Regions from separate parts of the Mus musculus genome. Here regions 2, 3 and 4 are each linked to region 1. A link is a contact called in public HiChIP or PLAC-seq data. All regions are on one chromosome and are shown on one strand. Each heading gives the region's core, a stretch centred on a gene start, on an enhancer-like site or on the middle of the called end of the contact. The rest is flanking DNA. Distances are from core to core; before and after follow the strand shown.

What was found. HiChIP or PLAC-seq counts read pairs in DNA pulled down with a chosen protein or histone mark.
Region 2: a FOXA1 HiChIP or PLAC-seq map of pancreatic cancer cells shows a contact between it and region 1. The contact joins the promoter of Prkab1 here to the promoter of Gcn1 in region 1. A contact is called at or near these places in 1 of 484 Hi-C or Micro-C datasets (erythroblasts), 4 of 115 datasets of contacts at active chromatin or transcription factors (embryonic stem cells, extraembryonic endoderm stem cells, memory CD8 T cells and 1 more) and 1 of 9 other capture datasets (adipose tissue).
Region 3: an H3K4me3 HiChIP or PLAC-seq map of embryonic midbrain shows a contact between it and region 1, with 4 times the contacts expected there. The contact joins the promoter of Acads here to the promoter of Gcn1 in region 1. A contact is called at or near these places in 3 of 39 promoter capture datasets (liver and pre-B cells), 1 of 484 Hi-C or Micro-C datasets (B cells), 2 of 115 datasets of contacts at active chromatin or transcription factors (embryonic midbrain and pancreatic cancer cells) and 1 of 9 other capture datasets (adipose tissue).
Region 4: an H3K4me3 HiChIP or PLAC-seq map of embryonic stem cells shows a contact between it and region 1, with 7 times the contacts expected there. The contact joins the promoter of Dynll1 here to the promoter of Gcn1 in region 1. A contact is called at or near these places in 2 of 39 promoter capture datasets (cranial neural crest and embryonic stem cells), 1 of 484 Hi-C or Micro-C datasets (CD8 T cells), 5 of 115 datasets of contacts at active chromatin or transcription factors (bone marrow-derived macrophages, embryonic stem cells, memory CD8 T cells and 1 more) and 2 of 9 other capture datasets (adipose tissue and liver).

Annotation. Positions count from the first base shown.
Region 1 is chr5:115,563,161-115,566,868 of GRCm38.p6, reverse strand. It overlaps Gcn1 (GCN1 activator of EIF2AK4), which reads right to left and starts at 1,606. Exons shown (of 58, transcript NM_172719.2): 1 at 1,563-1,606. The coding sequence starts at 1,580. It overlaps Rplp0 (ribosomal protein, large, P0), which reads right to left. Exons shown (of 7, transcript NM_007475.5): 7 at 3,140-3,586. The coding sequence ends at 3,425.
Region 2 is chr5:116,022,644-116,026,351 of GRCm38.p6, reverse strand. It overlaps Prkab1 (protein kinase, AMP-activated, beta 1 non-catalytic subunit), which reads left to right and starts at 1,924. Exons shown (of 7, transcript NM_031869.2): 1 at 1,924-2,261. The coding sequence starts at 2,103.
Region 3 is chr5:115,117,688-115,121,395 of GRCm38.p6, reverse strand. Acads (acyl-Coenzyme A dehydrogenase, short chain) reads left to right here and starts at 2,050. Exons shown (of 10, transcript NM_007383.3): 1 at 2,050-2,171; 2 at 3,668-3,708. The coding sequence starts at 2,126.
Region 4 is chr5:115,298,992-115,302,699 of GRCm38.p6, reverse strand. Dynll1 (dynein light chain LC8-type 1) reads left to right here and starts at 1,710. Exons shown (of 3, transcript NM_019682.4): 1 at 1,710-1,868; 2 at 2,050-2,187. The coding sequence starts at 2,056. Gm13830 (predicted gene 13830) reads right to left here and starts at 1,580. Exons shown (of 2, transcript NR_131932.1): 1 at 1,467-1,580.

The DNA of each region.
Region 1 (3,708 bases), core at 357-2,856:
CCTCTAGGAGTCACACTGGGCATTGGAAAGATCAGCTCTCACACCTCCCAAGTCCACCGATATCTCTGCAGACACCACTGCCCAAGAGAGGATTTTCTGAAATGACAAACCTGATGTGGCTGCTCTGAAGACATGAAGGACAAATCACTTGAAGCACAGGTGGAGAACCGAATTTTTAAATTTCATTTAATTCTGACGAACTTAAGTAAGCTTTACGGCTCTTTTGATAGCACAGTTAGGTAACCTACTACTAAATAACACAACTCTAGGGAGAAGATTCTTAAATATTCAGAAACATTAAGTAACTTCCCTTCTTAGGATTCACTAAGACGCAGCTCTGTCTAAACAAATTACCAAACCCTTTTACTGAAGACCCTTGCAAAGCATCTTTTTAATGATCAGGTTAAATGGCTCCTCTTTGGCGGGCCTTGAGGATCAAACATAAAAATCAATTAATCTCACCCCAGAGACTCAAACTGTTTTTTAAATACGTTCCTGCCAGGCAGGGTAAGCCCCCCACCCACCCATTAAGAAGCCACAGGCAAGATGGCTACAAGTTCAAAGCCAACTCACTATATATATATATTTTTAATTTGTTTGTTTCTCAAGACAGGGGTTTTGTGTGTGTGTGTGTACCCATGTCTGCCTGGAACTCCCTCTGTAGACCAGGCTGGACTGGCACTCAGAGATCCACCTGCCTCTGCCTTCCAAGTGCTGGGATTAGAGACGTGCCACCACCGCGCCACCACTACCTGGCCTTGATCTACATTTTTGAAAAGGGAGGGTGGGATGGAGACATGGAGAGAAAAAAAAATTATGTTTCTTATTTATTATTTCATCCTTCCACGAGGCTACAAAAGAGGCTGAGATGGAGAAGGGGGTAGCCTCAACGCCTCCCTGAACTGCAAGGTACCCACAGGTGTGAACGCACAACGGTGTCACGACTCTTCGCAGGTGAAGACATTTTGAGATCTCACCCAGGACCCAGTTAACACCCAGCAAACCCACATGGGACCCTACTATTTTGTCTCAATACATCTTCCCATAAAATAACATAGGATATCGGTATTATCACCACCACCAAATGTTAAAAGGACCGAGACCCTGAGGGGTGATGTCATTGATCCAACGCCTTGACGAAACCAACGAGCGGAGGCTCAACTCCGAACCCGTATGGACATAAAAAGGCTACGCTCCGAGTGTGGGCACAGAGTCGGGGGGCCTCTGCATCGCCCCGCGGGCTCCGGAGAACCGTAGCCGACGCCGAGTGTAAGCTCTGCCACCGCCGGGACCCGCACAGCCCCAGCACGGCACCCGCTACCCCGAAGCCAAGCGGATGGCAAGATGCTCGAGTCCAGGGTCGCTCTGCTCGCCCAGGCCGGCCGGAGCCTCGAGCCGCGAGCAGCCGCCGCCCCCTTCCCCCGCGCCGCCGCTTCCGTCTGCGCCCTCCGCGGCCGTGGGCGCCGCAGCCTCCGCCCGGGCAATCCCGCCGCCCCACTGCCCGCGCTCCGGGTCCGGTCCCCGCCGCCCGCCGCGTTGGCCGCCGCAGCCGCCCGCCTCACCTGCGTGTCCGCCGCCATCCTGCCGGCGCCCAGTCCGGAACCGCTTCCGGAGCGCTTCCGGGTCACAGCAGGGCCCACGCGGCAAGGCGAGGCCTGGCGCCCCCGGGCGGGAGGGCGGCCGCAGGTCGTGCTCTGCAGCCCCTGGGCGCGGGATCTCCTCGATTCGGCCTCCCCCGGACAGCGCCCTGCAGCTCTGGCATCCTTGGGGGGATCCCGGGTCCAGCACCGACACCCCCCATCGTGCTGTTTCCTAGGCCCCAGGAATGAACCCAAAGACTAGTCTCAGGCCCAAGAGGCTTGGAGGTTAGAACAGGTGATGGTGAGGTACGCGGGAGGGATGCAGGGATGACCCGGGAATTGCGTGACCTGCTGGGAGCCTCAACTGCAGACAGCTAGGGACAGGGTTGAGGAAGAGTTCGATGTCTTAGGACAATTATTGAATTTTTACTATAACTCAAGAGTGTGCTTGGAGAATGCGGTCTCCAGGCTTCTTGGCCCTCAGCAGTGGCAACTATACAGATGGGGGGCCGGGCGTGGTGTCGCACGCCTTTAATCCCAGCACTCGGAAGGCAGAGGTAGGCGGATTTAAGGCCAGCCTGGTCTAAAGTGAGTTCCAGGACAGCCAGGGCTACACAGAGAAACCCTGGGGGGTGAGGGAGGGAGAAGAAAAAAAAATATATATATACACACACATAGATGTATAGTGACGTCACAAGGTTAATGATAGCAATAGGGCATTGCATTTGATACAGTATTCACCTACTTGTTAGAGCCCATTTTTTAAATCCTCAGCTTTTCAGACTTAACACTTACTGAATGCCTATATGAACCAACATCAAACTACTATCGGGTTAGAGGTTGCAATTCTAGGGTAACTTTTTGTCTAGTTACCTGTGATGCACAGGCAGTATTTTAGCTCTTGCAGCAGCTTTTTACATAGCAAGTTATTCTAGTTTGCACCCCCGATTAGTACATCAAAGCAACCCTACATGCACACCTTAGTGGCTAGTTATTAACTGCCCCTGTATTCAAGACTTAATCTACCAAGAAAAAACTTTAGCCAGCACGTGGAAACTCAACTACACATCTAAACTACACAAACACAAGTATAACTTCATTACTAAACACACAGCAGTGACTCAATTACTGCAGGCAGAAGGCTGAGGCAGATCAACTTCTACACCAATCCTCATCTCAAAAGGCACAATCAGGCCCGAGTTCAATCACCACTCACCTGGATACTCCTTGCCATAGCTCAGTATCACCATCTCAGGCCCTCTCAGACTTCAGTCCTTAAACCACGCCTAGCTCAAACCCAGCCTTCTACCCCTGCCTCAGCCTTAAGCAACAGGGCTCTGGACCTGCATCACTCTGCCTTGGAGCAGTAAGGCTACCTATGAACAATGGCTTGGACATCCAGTGATATACAGAAAGCAGACCCAGATACCAAACCATATAGATTTGGTATGGCTCATAGGTCTCTTAACCATTGAGCTTAGTATACATATATATTATGTATACATATGATATATATCCAACATGGACTACCATAGGAATATAAAGGCCAGGCTTGGGGCTTGATGACATACACCTTTAATTCACACCTGGAAAATCTTTGTCCCAGACTAGCTATGGCACCAAGTCAAGAGACTGTCTCAAAAAACAAACAAAGCCCACAAAAACACTAGGAGCTTTAATTTTAGAAACAAAGATGCCAACACAAAGTAAACAGTAGCGGTTTTGCTTTTTCATCCTGCTTAAGTGAACAAACTAAATAAATCCAGACCGGAGTTTTAAGAGAAGTAAGCCTTTATTTCCATCTTTCTCAAATTAAGCAGGCTGACTTGGTTGCTTTGGCGGGATTAGTCGAAGAGACCGAATCCCATATCCTCATCTGATTCCTCCGACTCTTCCTTTGCTTCAGCTTTGGCAGGGGCTGCAGCAGCCGCAGGGGCAGCAGTGGTGGCAGCAGCTGCAGGGGCAGCAGCCGCAAATGCAGATGGATCAGCCAGGAAGGCCTTGACCTTGAGGGAGAAAAGGCAGTCAGCATGATCATAGTTCTACCACCTACACTCTTCCTGCTAAGAACTGACTGTCCTGTGGCAGCTTTCCAGTGAGATTACCCACCAGGGGTTCTTTCTGAGCA
Region 2 (3,708 bases), core at 675-3,174, 460 kb before region 1:
TTTGCTATGCATCCTTCCAGAACTTTCCATCTTCAAAAAGGACGGTGCTGATTAAAAAAAAAAAAAAAGCCACACCCATTGAGTTGCATTCTAGAGTCAAGCGGTAACCACACTACTCTCGCACTGTTATAAAGTGAGTCACAAAGCAGGCCTCTAAGATAGCTATTTAGGGGCCATTTCCCAATAGACCCCATGATGGAACTTCTTAAATGGTAAATTTGGAATCTGAACTCAGTCGGGCTGACTGCAGAGCCAGGCTGAGGCTTGGCTTTAGAATGTGGAATGTTAGAACGTCTCTTCATGCTCACTCACACAATGCTGGCGATAAAATATTTTAAAACATGCGTCTTAGCATTAGTATAGTGGTTAGAATCAATGCTTCAGGAAAGCATGCTCGTATATCATTTTCATGTGTGAATTTTTATTGAAATCCACTAGAAATTGTCCATAAATTTTTAAGTTTCCTTGTAGATAGATACTGTTAAAGTCCCTCTAGAAGACCACATGTCAGACATCGGGGTCCCTGGTTCCCTTAACAAAAATGTGTCACATTGCAGATAATTTAAAATATAGATGTTCACTGGGCAGGGTGGTACACACCATTAATCCCAACACTTGAGTGGGAGGAAGAGGAAGGTGGATCTCTATGAATTCAAGGCTAGCTTGGTCTACAAAGTAAGTTCCAGGACAGCCAGAGCTGTTACACACAGAAACCATGTCTCAAAAAACACACACAAAAACAGAATAACAAAAAAACCAAAACATATGTATGGGTAAATGTAAGACATGACCTAGAAAATCCAATGCAAAGCAAACAAACAAACCCCACAAGACAATGTTGTTGTTGTTTCTTTAAAGGCTGACTGTGAAGCTGAGATCGTTTTATTACAGCAGTCTGTACCTCTGCTGAAACACTAAGCCCTGATACATTTTACACATAATGTGGCCAATGTAGCCCCAAGGCTCTTGCAAAAAGACTTATCAATAGGCACTCAACTTGAAACAAACAACAGAACCCAACTGAGAACGTCAATTTCCCAGAAATCTTAGGTCTTTAAGTTTTCTCAAACACCTGGAAGATGGTCAGCATCCTCCATCCTTAGTCTACAGACAGAAATTACGATTTGGCCACTCTGGAGAGGCCTTCCTTTTGAAGGAGCCCTAGGTTGTCCTAATACATTCAATTGTGAGAGCCAGTGCATCTACGGGAGAGACTTAAACGTGAGGTTCTTTTGTTTTGTTTTGTTTTTTGTTTGGTTTTGGTTTTTTCGAGACAGGGTTTCTCTGTATAGCCCTGGCTGTCCTGGAACTCACTCTGTAGAACACGCTGGCCTCGAACTCAGAAATCCTCTGCCTCTGCCTCCCAAGTGCTGGGATTAAAGGCGTGCGCCACCAATGCCCGGCGCTTTCTCTTTTTTTCCCTTTTCTTCTTCTTGTTTGTTTTGTTTTGTTTTTACGATTATGTGTATGAATGCTCTGCCCTCCCGTATATGTGTGCACCGCCTTGGGCGCCGGGATCCCCTGGAACTTAAACTGCAAACAGTTGTGAGCCACCATGGAAGCGCCAGGACCCGAACCCGGGTACTCTGCAAGAGCAAGCGCTTGCTCCAAGCCGCCGTGGGTTTCGCGTTTCGTAATTCGAGTTACTGGAGAGTAACCAACTTGGAGTGAGGTGGTCGGCGCCATCCATGGCATTCTGGCATTCTCGCTCGCTCGCGCCTCCCGCTGGCCGCTACGAAGCTCGATCTGGTGGCAGCCCCGAACCACCCGCGACCGCTTCGCGCTGAGCAGCAGGGAAGAGGCGGAAACGGAACTGATGTCACCCTAACTCCGAGAGCGCTCCATCCCCAGTGACCACCCTTCCTTCCTTCCTTCGCTGGGCCCGGCCGGAAGCGGAAGTGGCTAAGGGGTGGAGGGGAGTTGCGGGAGGAGTGTCAGGTTACGCTCCGGCTCTGTTCGGAGTTCCAGTCGCGGTCGCCCGAGCCAGGTAAAGCGGAGCTCGGCGGGCGAGCGAGCGCGCGATCCGAGAGGGCGTGACTCGCGATCCCCGGGGGTCCGACCCGGCCTTTCCGGCTTCCTTGTGTCCCTGCAGATTCCCAGCCATGGGCAACACGAGCAGCGAGCGCGCCGCGCTGGAGCGGCAGGCGGGCCACAAGACGCCGCGGAGGGACAGCTCCGGGGGCGCCAAGGATGGGGACAGGCCCAAGATCCTCATGGACAGCCCTGAAGACGCCGACATCTTCCACTCCGAAGAGATCAAGGTGCTGAGTGGAGGGGCGTCGGAGCCCTCTTGACTCACGGGGAGGGTCCCCCTTTGCTGTAGTTCCCGCCACATTCCCAGCGTCACACCTTGGGGGGGGGCGGGGGAGGTGGCTCTGTCATAGCCCTCTTTGCCGTTCTGGGACTTGTGCCTAATTACCGATGGGAGGAGAGTCACCCTGGGCTTGGTTGAACATCATTAAGGAGAAAGCAGCTCAGGGACCGCGTTTGAGATCCTTAATTAATTAAGAGTCGAGCTAAACTGTAATTGAGCACCCGTGTCGACTTTTCTCTTCGGTGTAATTGATTGCGCGGCTTGGAGACACTTCAGGCCGACCGGCTTTTGCAAAAGTTGGGTTGGGAGTTCTAGTGTTCTTTTTGGCGGTAAAACGGGAGCACATACGTTAAGCTGGAAATGAAGTTGACTAGCTGACTGCCAGAGGTGTTTGGTTCTGACAGTTTCAGTCCACCCTGCTCACTTTATTTTAGATCCGGCAATTCCACTGGAGGAGGTCAGTGACCGAGAGTCACTCTGAACGCCAGCCAGCAGCTAATTACCCCCACTTCTCTCCCACGTTACTGAAATAATGCCTTGGACTTTAAGCAGACCAGAGCAAACAGATTTTTGCAGGCCAAGCTGAAAGTTCCTGCCTGAGCCACATTCTCTTAAAACCACAGTGAGGTGGCCAGTGCTTCCGGCTACAGGGCCCCAGTCCAAGGGCATTTGGTGATTCTAGGAGGAAAGAAGCTAATTGCTCAGAATAAACTACATTCAGGAACGTTGGCGCTCACCAGCCTGGTCTCTGTTACTTGCCGGGTTGCCAACTAATCCCCATTACTTAAACAGGCTAATTGCCTGGCCAGCTCACTCCGCTTTCACTCCCCCACCCCCACCCCCTAACTGGGCTACATAACCCACATTACTATTCTCCAGATCTTAATTTTGGGTCTGACTTTAAAAGAGCCTGCTTTTGCCAGGGAGTGGTGGCACAGCACTTTGATCCCAGCACTTGGGAGGCAGAGGCAGGCAGATGTCTGAGTTCGAGGCCAACCTGGTCAACAGAGTGAGTTCCAGGACAGCCAGGGCTACACAGAACACTTGTCTTGTGGCAGGAGCTTGTTTTCTGAGCTTGTTGCATTAGGGGAAAGGTGTGTACCTCGATCTTTAGCGTGTTTCCCGGTTGAGATTGTCCCCACCCCTAGAAGACATTTTTGCCCAAGGCTATTTAAGAGGAAGTAAAAGGTATTTGTGTTGTAGCCTGTGTATATTGGCAGTGCCCTCTGCTCTCTTTGCAGTGAACTGAGTAAACTTACTTTTTAAAAAGAAATGGGCGATGTGGTGCTGTTCTCTTCAGGGTCAGGGAGGAAGGACTTAGCTGACGTCCTTTCTCTTTTCATCTGTAGTGGCTGATGGATCGAGTCAGGGGTTCTTCCTGTTACCCCAGTTCA
Region 3 (3,708 bases), core at 801-3,300, 450 kb after region 1:
TGTGACTGCACTTGTAACCCTGGACATATAATGAAAAAAATCAAACACGTAATCTGTCCTTCTTGGGTAATTGCTAGCCGGTCATTGTTCTGTGAAACCTATAAAAATAAAGGGGCAGCCTGACTGCCAGTCAGAGCTGGCCACCATGTCGAAGGCTGCAGATGGCCCCAGGCAGCTTCTGGAGATAGAACTGACGTCATCGGCCTTGGCAGCAAGTGCCTTTGCTCACTGAGCCATTTTCCAGGCCCCTTAAAAAACCAAAACCAAAACCAAACCAAACCAAAACAAACCTTCAAAGACATGGGTTTGAGTGGTGGCACCTGCCTGTAATTCCCACACTCAACTCTGTGAGTTCAAGGCTTGTCTCTAGTCTTTAATGGCAAGTTCCAGGCTAGCCAGGCCCTGTGGACCACCTGGCCTGGTCATCTATTGTTTTGGGTTTTTTTTGTTTTTGTTTTTTTGAGAGATGATTTCTCTGTGTAGCCCTGGCTATTTTGGAACTTACTTTGTAGACCAGGCTGGCCTGGAACTCACAGAGACCCAGTCGCCTCTGCCTCCAGGTCTAGGATTAAAGTCATGTCACCATTAGAGCCTGGCAGCTGTCTCGTTTTTGGAGACAGTTTTTTCTTACTGAAGCAGGAACTCACCAGCCCCTTTAGACTGGATGTCAGTGAGCTCCCAGAATCCTTGTCTTTGCAGTCCCCATCGGATGGAATCCTGCACCCAGGTCAAATGGATGCTGGGGTTCCAACTCAGGTCATGCTCACATGTGAAGTCTACCCTCTGCACCACCTCTCAGGCTCCAGTGTCTCTCTTTCGTCTTCCATCCGGTTCTGTCTGGTGACCAGGTAGGGAAGACGGATGGATGACCAGAGGATTGGGCAAAGAGTCAGCACGTTATTTGAAAGCCCCCCCCCCCCTTTAAAGGCAGTTCCAGACTTTGGGGGTGGGGGAAGAAATGGACAGATGGGATCATTTGCAGTCTAAACTACCACCCTCTCTTCAGTGTATTGTTTTCTAGGTAGTGGTGGGCTGTGAAGTTCAGTGAGCAGATATGTAGGGTGCATGTAAACCAGGGAGCTAATGACACTGACAGTCTCTGGGACCGAGCGAAGTTGTTCTGAGGGTGCTAGGACTCAACCCTCAACCCTTGGAGTTAATGGGCAGTACCCCTACTCCCAGCAGGGCTCTGCCCCCCCCCCCCCCACGAGGTGCAGAAGACAGTAGCTCTGTTTCACATTCACATCTGAGGGCTGGAGGGAATCTTCCTGCCCAGCATCCCCATGCAATGGGCTAGATACTGAGCCTTCCAGGCTTTTTGTTTTTTGTTTTGTTTTGTTTTAAAGATTTATTTTATTATTTTATGTACATACACTGTAGCTGTCTTCATACACTCCAGAAGAGGGAGTCAGATCTCATTACGGATGGTTGTGAGCCACCATGTGGTTGCTGGGATTTGAACTCTGGACCTTCGGAAGAGCAGTCGGGTGCTCTTACCCACTGAGCCATCTCACCAGCCCCCTTCCAGCCCTTTTGGAATCCACAGACTAGTGTGAGAGATGAATAGTAAATAAATAAGTAAAATAAAAGGCTGGATGTAAAACTGTGGGCTAGGAATGGTAGCATGAAATCCAGGCAAGAGGGCAAAAGCTGCCTGCCTTGTGTGGCCGAGCAAAGATGGTCAGGGAGCCAGGGATTACGCTGACAGCTGACAGGATGCAGAAGTGGGTGGGCAGGAGTAGGTGCTAGCTCTTCTCTTCTCTCCCTAAAACTGAACCCAGCGCCTTATGTCTGCTAGGCAGGGAGGACCTCCTCACGCCCTCTTTAAACTTTCATTTTGAAGATACTGCAAAGTTGCCCAAGCTGGGCTTGAATTTACTCCGTAATACAGGGAGAACCTGCAATTCTGCCTCAGGCTCAGAAGTCGCTGGAATTAAGTTGACTTCCTGGGTGAGGCCCGGACCCTAGGTCGTGAGCCTGTCTCAGGCCTGCCCCTGCGGCCCGGTGGGCGTGGCCCGGGCTCGGCGCCGGCCCCGCCCCTGCAGCCGTGTGGGCGTGGCCCAGGCCCTGCCCCTGCCGTCCGGAACTCCAGAGCTGCTGCAGGAGGTCCTGGAGGTCTGTGCCCATGGCTGCCGCCTTGCTCGCCCGGGCCCGTGGCCCTCTCCGTAGAGGTGAGTGCGGAGCCCCAGGGCGGGTCACAGGGCGGAGATCCTGGCGGCCGGTCCTGCTGTGGCCCCGGGCAGACGAGTGGGCAGCACCCAGTGGCTGCGCGTGGCCTTTGTCCTAGTTTGGTAGCCTCTGGCCGGTGCAAGGCCCAGACTCTGAGGGATCCGGGCTCCTGCTCGGCGCTTTTCCCGCGGGTCCCTCATCGCCAGCTCCCCTTATGCGGCCCTATCCACACCCCTTACGCCATTTCAGTCCTAGCTGAGGTTCTGGGTGAGTTGGTCCTTCATGGCGGGGGGTGGGGGGAGGGGCTTGGCATTTAACTCCGACCTATGACCTTGGACATAACTCTCAACCTCTCTGCATCAAGTGGTCCAAGTGTCAACTGTTTCCATCCTCAGAGCTCTATTAAATCACAGGATGCATCGTGGTTGGCATCTAACGTGTTTTCTTAACGTTAGCATTTACTTTTTTGTTTGTTTGTTTTTGTTTTGTTTTTCGAGACAGGGTTTCTCTGTATAGCCTTGGCTGTCCTGGAACTCACTTTGTAGACCAGCCAGAAATCCGCCTGCCTCTGCCTCCTGAGTGCTGGGATTAAAGGCGTGAGCCACCACGCCCGGCATACTTATTTTTAATAGTGTTTCCTCTCCTGTGCAGCAGCCCTGACACTATGGCCACCGCTTCCTTTGGCTAATCCAGAGTCACATTAACAATTAGATCAGTGTTAAATAAGCCATTAAGTACTTCTTTAATCTTTCCACTGCCGGGAGCTGAGTTCTGTTCTTGTCCACATTTTATAGAACTCCCAGACCCCAGACCCAGTGAAACTTAAAATCCATTTCCGAGGTGTTGTAAATGGGATTATATGGAGGAAGTGTTTAGCGAGCAGTTAAGCATTCAGTTAGCCTGGGCTTTTCTGTAACACTCTGTTGACATTGTATCAATACATTTTTTTTTTTTTCTATTGAGACAGGGGTGGGGGGGTGGGGGGTGGGGGGGTGGAGTGGTGCTCTTTTTTTTTCTTAAAAGTTTATTTTTATTTTTATTTGTATGAGTGCTTTGCCTGCATGTGTGCCTGCATAAGTGTGCCGTGTCCCACAGAGGCCAGAAGAGTGTGTTGGATCCTCTGGACCTTTCATTACAGACAATTAGCCACTCTGTAGCCTGGTTCCTCTGAAAGAGCAACAAGTGCTCTTAACTGCTGAACCATTCCTCCAGACCCTGGGATGAATGAAATCTTGACTTATTGCATAGGCTAGCCTGAACTCCAGGCTACCTCAGCGTTTGTTCTTCTTACAGAAGATCTGAGTTCAGATCCCAGCGCCCATGTTGGGCAGCTCCTAATCCCCTGTAAGGTCCAGGGGATCTGACGCCCTCCTCTGGCCTCTGTGGGTACCTGCATGCATGTGTACATACATAAACACAGACTCACAGACACATAAAGAGAAAGGAGTCTTAAGATCTTTCACACTGTCCTTCCCTAACTCGGATCATCCTCTGATAGCTCTCGGTGTTCGGGACTGGCGACGGTTACACACTGTTTAC
Region 4 (3,708 bases), core at 461-2,960, 260 kb after region 1:
GAAATCCCAGAGCCAGACCACCCAATGCCCTTTCCTGTCCTCCCTGAGTACCAGGCATAGATGTGGCACAGGGACATACAACCAAACACCCACAAACTTTTTTTTTTTTTTTTTTTTTTTTTTTGGTTTTTCAAGACAGGGCTTCTCTGTGTAGCCCTGGCTGTCCTGGAACTCACTTTGTAGACCAGGCTGGCCTCGAACTCAGAAATCCGTCTGCCTCTGCCTCCCAAGTGCTGGGATTAAAGGCGTGTGCCACCACGCCCAGCTTTTTTTTTTTTTTTTTTTTTTTTTAAAGAGAGCAAGAAAAAGAAGATCCTCTCAGACACAGCTGTTGTGAGTGGTACGGTGCTGAGCAGAGGTCAAGCACCCACTCACTGCTGCTGACTCGTTTTATTTCATTTATTTTTTTGGGGGGGAGGGCAGTTTACACAGGATCTCATGTAGCCCAGGCTAGCCTTGGCGCCATCTATCCAAAGCTGGACTTGAATTTCTGATCCTTCTGTTCCTGTCTTCCAGTGTTCTGACTCCCTCCTGGAGCCTCCTGGGGATCAAATATGCAGCCTCTGGCCTCACTCATACCAAGCAAATGCTCTACTGACTGAGGGGTAGCCCAGTATTTTGTTATTTTTATTTATTTATTTATTATGTGGGTACGATTAGTCATAAATGCCAGAGGAGACACATCTTAGGATCACTTTCTTAAGATACGTCTTCCTTTGTATAAATAAATCCTCAGCCAAGAAACTTTGCCCAAATGGACATTCTATCCGAGGAAGCAGCCTCACCTGTACACACTGGGCATCCACCCACATTCCAGATCTTGAGGTCCCCACTGCCTGGCAGACAGGCTCTACCTCCTGGATACGCGATCCCTTTCCCGAATTTCTCCTTCAATCATTAGGCTATCAGTATGTATACGGTCTCCTAGGGCAGTACCAGCTACACAGGGGCTACAGTACGAAATAAGCATGTAGTGTCATGTTATAAAATTCGGAATTTAACCCGGTGTGATGGCGCATGGGGGAGGCGCCAAGAAGAAATGCGAACTTTAGATCATCCTGGGGCTACTTAGGGAGACGATGCTAAGGTAGGGTGGGGAGGACACGGGCAGAAAAAACGAAAAAGAAAGAAAACAGGGTTCAGTGGCAGAACGTAGAACTTGCCTCTCAAGCCCAGGGCCTCCTCAGACACACGCACTTACTTACAAACTTCAGGAATGTGACAGCAGAGCTTCGAACCAAGCCCTACGAGACCCTGAGTGCAACTGCATCGATGGCTCACCCTTGCTAAGCTCGAGGCCACCTGTCAAAGGCCATAAATCGTGCGGACCCCGGGTGGGTGGGGGGAGATGGTGGAAATGGGCGGCACCTGGGGCGGCAGCTCCCAGCCTTCTAGAACCTGCGATTCCAGAACACACCCTGCGCTAACCTCAGTGGGGCCCCCGAGAGGAAAATGCCCGCCCTCACCTCCTTCCAGACTGCTGGGTGGTCCGGGAGCCAGCCACTCGACCCGGGGCTCCGCCTTCAGGGTGTGTGGGCCTCCGCACGCGTGCCGCGCATCGCCCGGGCAACCGACGCTGTGCGCGGTGCATTGTGGTCTGCAACAAAACGCGGGGGAAAGATCCTGAGGGAACCATTGAATCCGCTAGCCAATCGGGAGAGGCTGGCGGTAGCGGATGGCCAATAGCGACGCGGGCCGGGGGCGGGGCCGCGGGCGCAGGGCGGGGCCTAGGGATTAGGCGGCGGCGGCTGGCGTGGGGCAGCTTAGATGCGCCACGGCTTCGGTAGCGACCGGCTGTCTTCTGCTGCTTGAGCGGCGCCCGCACCTTCCCTAGGAGCTCGCAGCAGCCGGCTGGCCTCTGCTCCACGGTGAGACCGGGCTCGGGTCCTCCCCGTCCCCCCTACCTCGGGCCTGCGGTGCGGACCTCGGGAGCTGCCCCTCGGAAGCGGGTGGGGGCGTCGTCCTCAAGGGGGGCGCCGGTCGGGAGGGCAGCGAGCGCGGCCCGCACCCGACCCCTCTCCCTCTTCCCTGCGCTTCGTCACCACACAGGTAACCATGTGCGACCGGAAGGCGGTGATCAAAAATGCAGACATGTCGGAAGAGATGCAACAGGACTCGGTGGAGTGCGCTACCCAGGCGTTGGAGAAGTACAACATCGAGAAGGATATTGCGGCCCATATCAAGAAGGTGAGGACCCGGCGCCGCGTAGTTCCTACTCCCCGATTCTGCGTCCTCTGGGCGCCTGGCAGTTTCCCTGTAGCACTCAGGGCGGCTCGGGATGGATAGTTCTAGAAAGGACGCAAGGGTTTCGCGTTCCTCTGGGGAAGACCAGACCCTCAACGCCAGAAGTTTTTTTTTTTTTTTTAAACCCCCAGCTCCTTGGGGGAAAGCGCCACCTAGCAACGGTTTCCAAGATCAGGGAGTTGCGAGCAGTTCCCCCTGCTGTAGAATTCCTGCGCCGAGGATCCATCTGGGTGTTCCGGGAGGGGGGGGGGTTGCGCCTGCCTGCGTGGGTGTTTCCAGCCGGGCTAGGAGGAGATCTTGCCAGCCTTCTAGTCGGGAGTTAGTCGACAGTTCAGGGAAAGTGGGTGGCAGTGGTGGTTTGGGGGGCTTGGGTGGAGGCTTGGTAAATGGCAGTTTTGTAGAAAGCTGGCGCAAGACTGCCAACTTCTCAAGCTATGTTTGCTGGAAGGAAACTGGAAGCCGAAGCCGTGGGAGGGTTCCAGTGGAGAACGGGAGGATGAAAGACTCACATGGAACAAAAATGAATACTTTTTTTTTTTTTTTGGTTTCTCTGTGTAGCCCTGGCTGTCCTGGAACTCACTTTGTAGACCAGGCTGGCCTCGAACTCAGAAATCCGCCTGCCTCTGCCTCCCAAGTGCTGGGACTAAAGGCGTGCGAGACCACGCCCGGCTTGAATATCTTTTTTTGACAAATGCAGCAGTATGTGCGTCTGGATTGTAAGAGAGACATTCTGCTTAATAAATGAGGTTTTCATACCGATTGCCCGATAAGATAGTAGGAGCCCTAAAGAATTTTACATCATCTCTGGCCCTGGTTCTATCCAACTAGTGAAGAAATGAACACATTGCTAGTTTTAATGTCCATGGGATGGGAGAATCAGGTAGCAGATGCTCTCTAACTTGCTAATTTTTAAGACTGGGTAGATGTGGAGGAGAGCGATTTTAAAAGATAAAGTCCTGGCATTTAACTGTCAGGTTCTGTTGCATTTTTCAGCCTGGCTTGATTTATGTGGTAATTGAGACTTTGTCCTTTGGTCTTTGGGGGGGGGGGTGGTGGTTGTCTTCCTGATTTGGGGTGCATGGCAAATACAGTGGTGGAGCCTGATGAACTGCAAATGCTGATGTCATCTACCTCCATCGAATTGCTGGAGTCAGAGGTGAGGTGCAGATGATGGGTCTTTTAACCCCCCAGCACTAGGAAGGCAGAGGCAGGCAGATCTCTTTGATTTTTGAGACCAAACCAGTTCTAGTGCGGTCAGGACTACAGAGAGACCCTGTCTTTAGAAAACAAAACAAAACAAAAAAATCAAAGTAGTCCAGAAGTGCCCTCATTGAAACAGAACTGTCCTTGAAAATGACCTTCTACCTTTGATCTTCTTAGCTCCCATTCTCAGTTTACCTCAGACTGCAAGCACGTTGCATTAGGTAGATGATTTAAAGCCAGGGAACATTCTCTTAAGAATTT